Regions from separate parts of the Pan troglodytes genome. Here region 2 is linked to region 1. A link is a contact called in public Hi-C data. All regions are on one chromosome and are shown on one strand. The core of a region is the stretch at or near the end of the contact, and the rest is flanking DNA. Distances in the headings are between cores, read along the strand shown.

Region 1 (3,663 bases), core at 832-3,331:
GATAAATCCAGAGTCACATCAGCCTGGCTGGGCTGGAGTTCAAAGATCCTGGCCAAGATTTCAAGCTGGCTCTATTCAAGAGCCACGAAGTTTTGAGTGGCAGATTTTGCTGCAAGATTACTGCAAGATTGCTGATGGGGATTCTCAGTGACTTCAACAGGGACATGATCAAGTTCTACCCAAAATGCCAAGTCAATTAGAGACTGGCACTGTGAAAAGCAAGAATTAGGAAAGATTATTATTTATTAACCCTTGTTAATGCAAAAAAAAAAAACCACAATGATACACTTCTTAGCTTGGGAGTATCATTCAGACTAAACACTACTGTTCCTTCCAAATCAATCAGTTTTAAGGGAAATGCTCATTTATCTGACAAAATGTTTGCCATGTTAGAGTGGAGGTAGGAGAGAAGCTGTCTCCTTCCTGCACTGGCACATACCACCACAATAAAGAAATACAAAGCTGCCTAAGTCCATTCTCAAAAGGGCAGTTTCTCATCCTTTTAGGGTAAGAGAATGAATTATACTGAGCAGTCTCCCATCAGTAGCTGTTCCTATTCTCAAAAGAATTCAGTTGTTCCCCCCCAAAAAAACCAACTACTATTTGGAACAATCCCCTGGGAACTATTGAGGAACCAGACTGGGGTCTCTACATCATGTGGAGCAAAGACTAAGATTTGAGCTCCTAGAAGCTGCTCTGGAAATATTATTCAAATAGTTGTTCACTTTAAAAAAAATTGTTTCCTTTTTTTAGAGGTATTCTGAAAAGGACAGCCACTCTGGAAAGGAAGCAAGTATATGTATTACACTAAATTACAATTACTATTGACTTGTCTTCCAGGGTACAATGGAGATAAGTAGAAGCAACTAGAGAAGACGGAAAGCTCCTTGAGGCAGGAGCTGTCATGTTGACCTCTAGGCTCTCTGCTTCTGGAACATAATAAACACTCAGGAGTGTTTATGTGATTTACTTATGCTTGCACAAGTAAATAAATGGGCTAGGAAATGAATAAAAGTAGTAGGTTTCTTTTCTATCTTGGCTCTTATTGAGTGGATTATTCCCAGGTTATTAGAATATTACCATTTTTAAAACTCCTCTGCCATAAGTAACACCTAAATTTGCAGTAATTAAAACCTAATGTTTCCTTAATTTTCTATAGCTTCCAAATATTTAAACCATAGTGGGCTAAAATATGCATATCCACTCAGAATGTTCCACTGGACACATGTCCCAGCTAAAAAACACTAAACATCAACTATGGTGTGATCTCTAAATGTCAGTATTGGGACTTGACCACCTTCCTTGACTCTGACCACTAATGAAAACACTCTGTGCTATGTTCCAGAGCTGCAGGATGCTTGACAGATTTGCTGGAAATTTTCACACTGCTCTGACCTCTCTACTAGCTTCCAGGAACACCGCTTCAATACCTTGTAATGCCATTACTGTCACTCCCAAACAGGCTCAGAAATATGTGCTGAGAAATGAAATTTTCTTCAGACATTTCTTCACCTAAACCTTCCAACTCTGAAAGAGAGAAGACTCTATCAAGTGAGTCAATTTTGTCTTAAAGGCAAACAAAAAGTTATTGGTACCAGGTTTCAAATATTTAATAGAAAGTATTCTTGAAGCATGGCTAAAAAAAAAGTTACTGCTTTTAGGCGCAACTTGAAGAAAATGAAAATACTTTCTATGTCACTAGCTCCTGAAGCATTCTTTTATTTTTCAAGATGTGTAATCCTTGTAAGTAATCTGATTATTTCTTAATACCAACAAGGATTGCTTGTAATTACTTGCCTCAAAATTCTCATCCCAGGGTTTCAGAAATAAAGTGTGTCCCTGTGACTATGATGGCAATAACATTCAAAAGGTGCACAAACTTCAATTTCAGTTCACATTCATGCAAAATGCCACTTAACAGGAAAATCAAAGCAGCTGAGACAATAGACAGCTGAACTTCCTCCAGTTACTTCCCTTCTTCTATTATGATTCCAACTATGGGGAGATGCTCCCCAAGTGTGCTTGACTATATGGGAAAGCACTTCCTTCTATGACTCACAGGCCAGACCTTAGTAGCATAAGATCAAAAGAACCAGGATGTAGAAGAAAGAAAACTGTTAACGTGGCCAAATAGGTGCAGATACTGGCTCTATTCTCTCGCCAAGTGGTTAATTCCCCCTCCTCAGCAGGTCTGTAGTTGGCGTCAACCTGAGGGGAAGAGGCTGGAACACCTTTAGGATACAGTGGATGCTATTACCTCCAGCTGTGCCTACCTAAGCGAAATAAATTGGCTAATTGAAGCAATTATTTGGGAATTCAATCCCAAACACCTCACCATCGGGGAGCAATGAGGATAATTTGGAGTTTTTGCCAAAGTAGGTTAACTAATGACTTTCTTTGCATAGATTTAAAAGTTGGGTTAAAGAAGTATGGTACTTCCATTTTTGAAGACATGGGATCAGGGTGCACCTGGGTTTACACTGAACTGTGAGCAGTGTGTGCATGTTAGGAGTGGGAAGATCTAGGTCAGTGGTTCTCAAATTTTAGCATGTATCAGAATCACCAGGAGAGCTTGTTGAAATGCAAATTGCTGGGCTGCACCCCCAGAATGTCTGCATCACTAAGTCTGGGGCCTGGGAATTTGCATTTCTAACAAGTTACAAATTGATGCAGATGTTGCTGGTCCAGGCACTACATTTTGAGAATCACTGATTTAGGCTTCACTCTTGAGAAATTTAAGACAGTGTAGATGTATGATAACCTCATTCTCTCTGATCTCTTGAAAATCCAAATATATAAGGTTGGCTAATATATTTATTCATTCAACAAAAAAATATTTTGTTGAGCACTCAACATGTGAAGCTCACCTTGGTAATACAGAGATAAAAGATCAGCCTTTATCCCAAAGAGGCTTCTAGTCACTGGAGACACAAAAACAGATAAAAGATGAGGATGAAGCTGTGTGAGAAGTGATATCACAGAGGTAAAGACCAATTGCCAGGGAGAACACAGAAACTAGACCCAGACTGGCAGTCACCAGAAAATTTCCTAGGCCTGCAGGGTAGCAAAGAACGGAAAATAAAGGTAGTATGGTTGAAGAGTTTATTGACATCCCTTAGAGCCAGTGTTCCTAAGCCCAAGTGCAGTGCTCCACTCGTGGGTAAGCTTCTTGATGTCAAGAACCATTTATACCACAAAGCTGCCCAACACTGGCCACTAGGCACATAGTGGGTTTCAGTGTATGAATGATGTCAGCACTCCATTAATACTAATGACTCCCCCAGTGGAAAATGTACTAAGATAAGTACGTTGTTTCAAACTGACTCCTAAAACAGTACCAGAGGAAAAGAGCTATTAATCACCAAAAATCTGATTCAAATTTGGAAGAGCAAATGTTGAAGGGGAAAAAACTGAATCCTATTATCAACTCCTTGAACCCACTACTTCCTCCTAATCAGTAGTTGTTTCACTTTACTGAAAGTCAACCATATTTGGTAACTAATTATTTACAGGTGAACAAAGTTACCAGATTTGAAAGAAGATGATGAGGGCCAGGTGCGGTGACTCAAGCCTGTAATCTCACACTTTGGGAGGCCAAGGTGGGCAGATCACCTGAGGTCAGAATTTCCAGACCAGCTTAGCCAACATGGCAAAACCCCATCT
Region 2 (3,663 bases), core at 821-3,320, 340 kb after region 1:
CTTAAACCTCAAAAAGTTCATGCCTTTTCCCTGAACTGATGATGATAACTTTTCAAATTTTAGGGCACTTATAACCATTTTCAAAGCATTTTGTAATTTTAAAAATTAATTTGTACAAAGGACTTGGCACATAGATTATTGGCTAAGTTTCCCTAGAAACCTATAGCAGTGTAACTTTTATGAATCACCTCAGTAAAAGATCTTTCTGAAAAAGTCTTTTGTTTTGCTTTGTTTTTGACTTGGGAAGGTAGGGAAGAAGTGAGAGGGGGGTATTTTCTTACTAAGTGAAAAACATATTTTAAATGTAATTTAAACCAAAGCTTATCTGAAGTGATAAGACTGGTTATTTGTGTGGAATTTAAAATTTAATAAAGAAGTGAGAGAAGTTGGCATTTGCAGTTTTTATTGACCAACAGTGTCAACCATGTATTGTTGGCATCAAGCTTATATTCTCTTATTTAGTATATTAAGTCAATTGATTAAAAACAGAAAGCCTGGCTAATCAGACTGCCAAGATCTTAATGTTAACTGTCAGATTCTAAAGCTGTATAAGCCTGAAAACACCTTTATAGATTACTTCTTCTGGGTGCCAAATGGTTCTAAATGCTGAAAAATGTCATAATTGTCCCCCCTTCTTCTGAGAAAGGTAATAGATACTATTGGATATCCACTTCCTTACAGACTCATTCACATTTTTTCTTGTCCTGGATAGTATCCCCACTATCAGGGCATTTTCATTTAGGGCCAGCAGTAATCCGTATTTTGGTTCAAGCAGAACTAGTTGTAGATTACAATATTTCAAGCCAAGGTTCCCATTCAAACTGTTTTCTGCTGCTTTAATCATAAAGGAACCATTTACTCTTACAATGCTGGAAATTAAGGATTTATTTTTCACTTACCATCATTTTCACTGGTATTTCAGCAGTCATTGAAGTACCTTTCTCTCCTCTTCGGTTACATGGCCCCATTGAGCTGGAAGATGGATTATGCAGTGAGAGTCAGTTTATGGTAGAGGAAGACATATGACAATGTTATGACTTTGGCATTTACTTAAGGTACAGGTTGATGATGATGATGATAACTTATATCTTGGTTTATCTTTGTCAAACATACTTAGCATTCATTATTTAATGCTCACAATAACACACTGAAGTGATATTATATAATGTGGCATTATATAATCACTCCAAGTTTATCACTGAAGAAATTAATGTTTAGAAATCTAACTTGCCAGAGTCAGTTAGTAAATAGAAGAATCAGGACCCAAGGCCAGATTCATTGACTCAAGATCCTGTTTTTTTGTACAGTACACCATGGATAGAGAGATTAATGGTAGCCAACATTTTTTAGTAATAGGAACTGCTTTACACATATACTCTCATTTCATTTCATTCCAATAAGCCAGAGGAGGGCATTATGATTAGCTGCATTTTATAAACAAGGATACTGAAGCTCAGAGAGTTTTAGAAATGGGCCATAATCACACAGCCTGTAAATGGAAGAGTTAGGATTAATCCCACCTCTGATATACTCTAGAGCTTGTAGAGTCTGCATTGTCTCTTGACCTGAAAAGGGAAAAACTTTCAAGAATTAAAAGCCAATTTTTGTTTTAAATCACTTTAAATGGTATTTCACAGATAATGCTAAGAAATTAGGCTGTAAAAGAAATGTCAAGGTGTATGTATTTGAGTTCCCCAAGCAAAATTTCCAAAAGGGGTCTTTTTTTCACATATATGAGCATTGTGTACTGTATTACCACTCAGTTTAAAGAAATAGAACACCAGCCAAGAGAGAAGAGCCAGCAAGCTGCTCACTGTGATGTTGTATATGTTCAGTGATTAGAGTGGATAATTATTGATATTATTTTGTAATTTATTTTGCAGAGGATATATCTATCTGCAGATTTAAATATATATACTGGCTCAAGATGCAGAATCTTTTCCAGGGAAATTTTCATAGTTGTCCTCATTCTAAAGCTGCTGTCTTGTGACTTCATTGCATTAGACTATGATGACCACTGGGAGTATTGGCCAAATCCTCCTCCCTGCTGACCTGAGTAGCCTCTCTGCAGAGTCCCCTGCTAAGACAGTCATTCACAAACAATAGGTGGCCATTGCCAGCAATTTGAGCACAGCAGTCCTCATACTTGGCAGCAGTTACCAGCAATTGGCAAGCTATTACCCAAATCTCCTGCCAAGTGAAAGCTAGGACTTTTAGAATTACCTTGTTCCTTTCACCTGGTTGCCACATTTATCTTTTTTTTTTTTTTTTTTAAAGAGAGTGTTGTGTGTGCAAGTGTACTTCTTTATAGGCTTCATGCTAAAATGTCCCTGGCATGGGTATATTTGGGTCTTTAAAGTGCTTAGCAAAAGGAGTGCCCTTCCATATTGAAATGCAGATCTTTCCTTGGGTATTAAATTTGATTTGGAAGCCCTCTTCTTCTTGATTTATTGATATCACCTTGAAATCACACCATCCTCAGTCTTTAAGCATCGCCCAGTCCCCATATTCTGAACTATCTGGCCAAGATGAGGCTGAGTCTCAGACAGAGTGTTGATAACTGTCCACCCATTCTTCACAGCCCTGATCTGATCCCTGTGAGGCAGGACTGAGGTTAGTTAGAGACCAATTGGAGGTGAGCAAATACCTCAATTACAGCAGGTATCTGGATCCTGTCTGAATTTCACCTTCTGAAAGAACCTGTAGTAGAAATACAAGGTTCAAACTTGCATTCTCTAGGGCTTTCTAAATCTCTCTACTCTGGGAAAACTATTCTGTAAATGTCTATCCATCTTGGTTGCATTTAAAATATGGGGCCTCATTCTCCTCTGCCTTCCATCTGATTGCAACTTGGGCCTAGGTGATCGTTGTCCCATGTTTTTTTTTTGTTGTGTGTGTGTGTGTGTGTGTGTGTGTGTGTTTTCTCATCAACAAACTTTTCTTCAAGCCTTCTGCTGAAATTTGGATTAACTCAATTTTCATAGACCCTGCAGTTCAACCTTCTGTATTTTACAATGACTCCTGCTATTGTAGAAATAGAAGACAAGTGAGGAATTTTTCCTTTTACACTTCTGTATTATCTTAAAACATTCAAAGAAACCATTTCTTACTGAAACGGCTGTACTTGGTTATGTTATTAGAGGAGACACACTATGGACTTATTTTGACAGTGAAATATATTTAGACTAAAATTTTAAATTACTCATCTAGCTAAGGTGTGTTGCTATTCCATAATACTTCTCAAGTGCTTTGTTTTTCAACTTTCAGGTTTCTTTAAGAAAACAAAAACAAAAACAAAGAAAACTCCATCAAGTTAGAATAGAATGTGAGAAATTTGGTGTATAAGATAAATCTGTCTTTATGTTTCTCCAGGCAAATAATGTTTTATCCTAGAGCAGGCTTCCTGCCTTTGGTATGCTCAGATAAATTAATTTGACTGTTTATGATGTTATTTAATTTTCAATAATTATTCAAGCATATATAACCACAGACATCTATGTAGTAGGCAGATGGATCAGCAATTGTGCATGTAATTACAAATAATCCTTGAAATATAAAAGTAGATTTTAATATTCAGCATCTAAAAAATTGCTAACATTACAAATTGCCCATACCCCGTGGTTGCAGCCAGTGATGTAAAAATTTAAATACAAGAATTCAAAT

The links. A called contact is a pair of places that touch in the nucleus more often than the background predicts.
Region 2: a contact with region 1 is called in a Hi-C map of induced pluripotent stem cells, with 1.9 times the contacts expected there. The contact joins two enhancer-like sites. A contact is called at or near these places in 2 of 7 Hi-C or Micro-C datasets (induced pluripotent stem cells and stem cell-derived neural progenitor cells) and 1 of 1 datasets of contacts at active chromatin or transcription factors (stem cell-derived excitatory neurons).

The regions. Positions count from the first base shown.
Region 1 is chr9:94,334,845-94,338,507 of NHGRI_mPanTro3-v2.0_pri, forward strand. No RefSeq gene overlaps it. Among named protein-coding and RNA genes, the nearest start is that of FAT3, 7.9 kb to the right of the region's middle. Within about 2 kb of position 2,082, at least 1 of the 24 cell types and tissues checked has an H3K27ac peak or open chromatin away from gene starts, as enhancers often do. A contact at or near this core is called in induced pluripotent stem cells, where this site is marked.
Region 2 is chr9:94,672,026-94,675,688 of NHGRI_mPanTro3-v2.0_pri, forward strand. All of the region lies in intron 3 of FAT3 (FAT atypical cadherin 3), which reads left to right. Among named protein-coding and RNA genes, the nearest start is that of FAT3, 330 kb to the left of the region's middle. Within about 2 kb of position 2,071, at least 1 of the 24 cell types and tissues checked has an H3K27ac peak or open chromatin away from gene starts, as enhancers often do. A contact at or near this core is called in induced pluripotent stem cells, where this site is marked.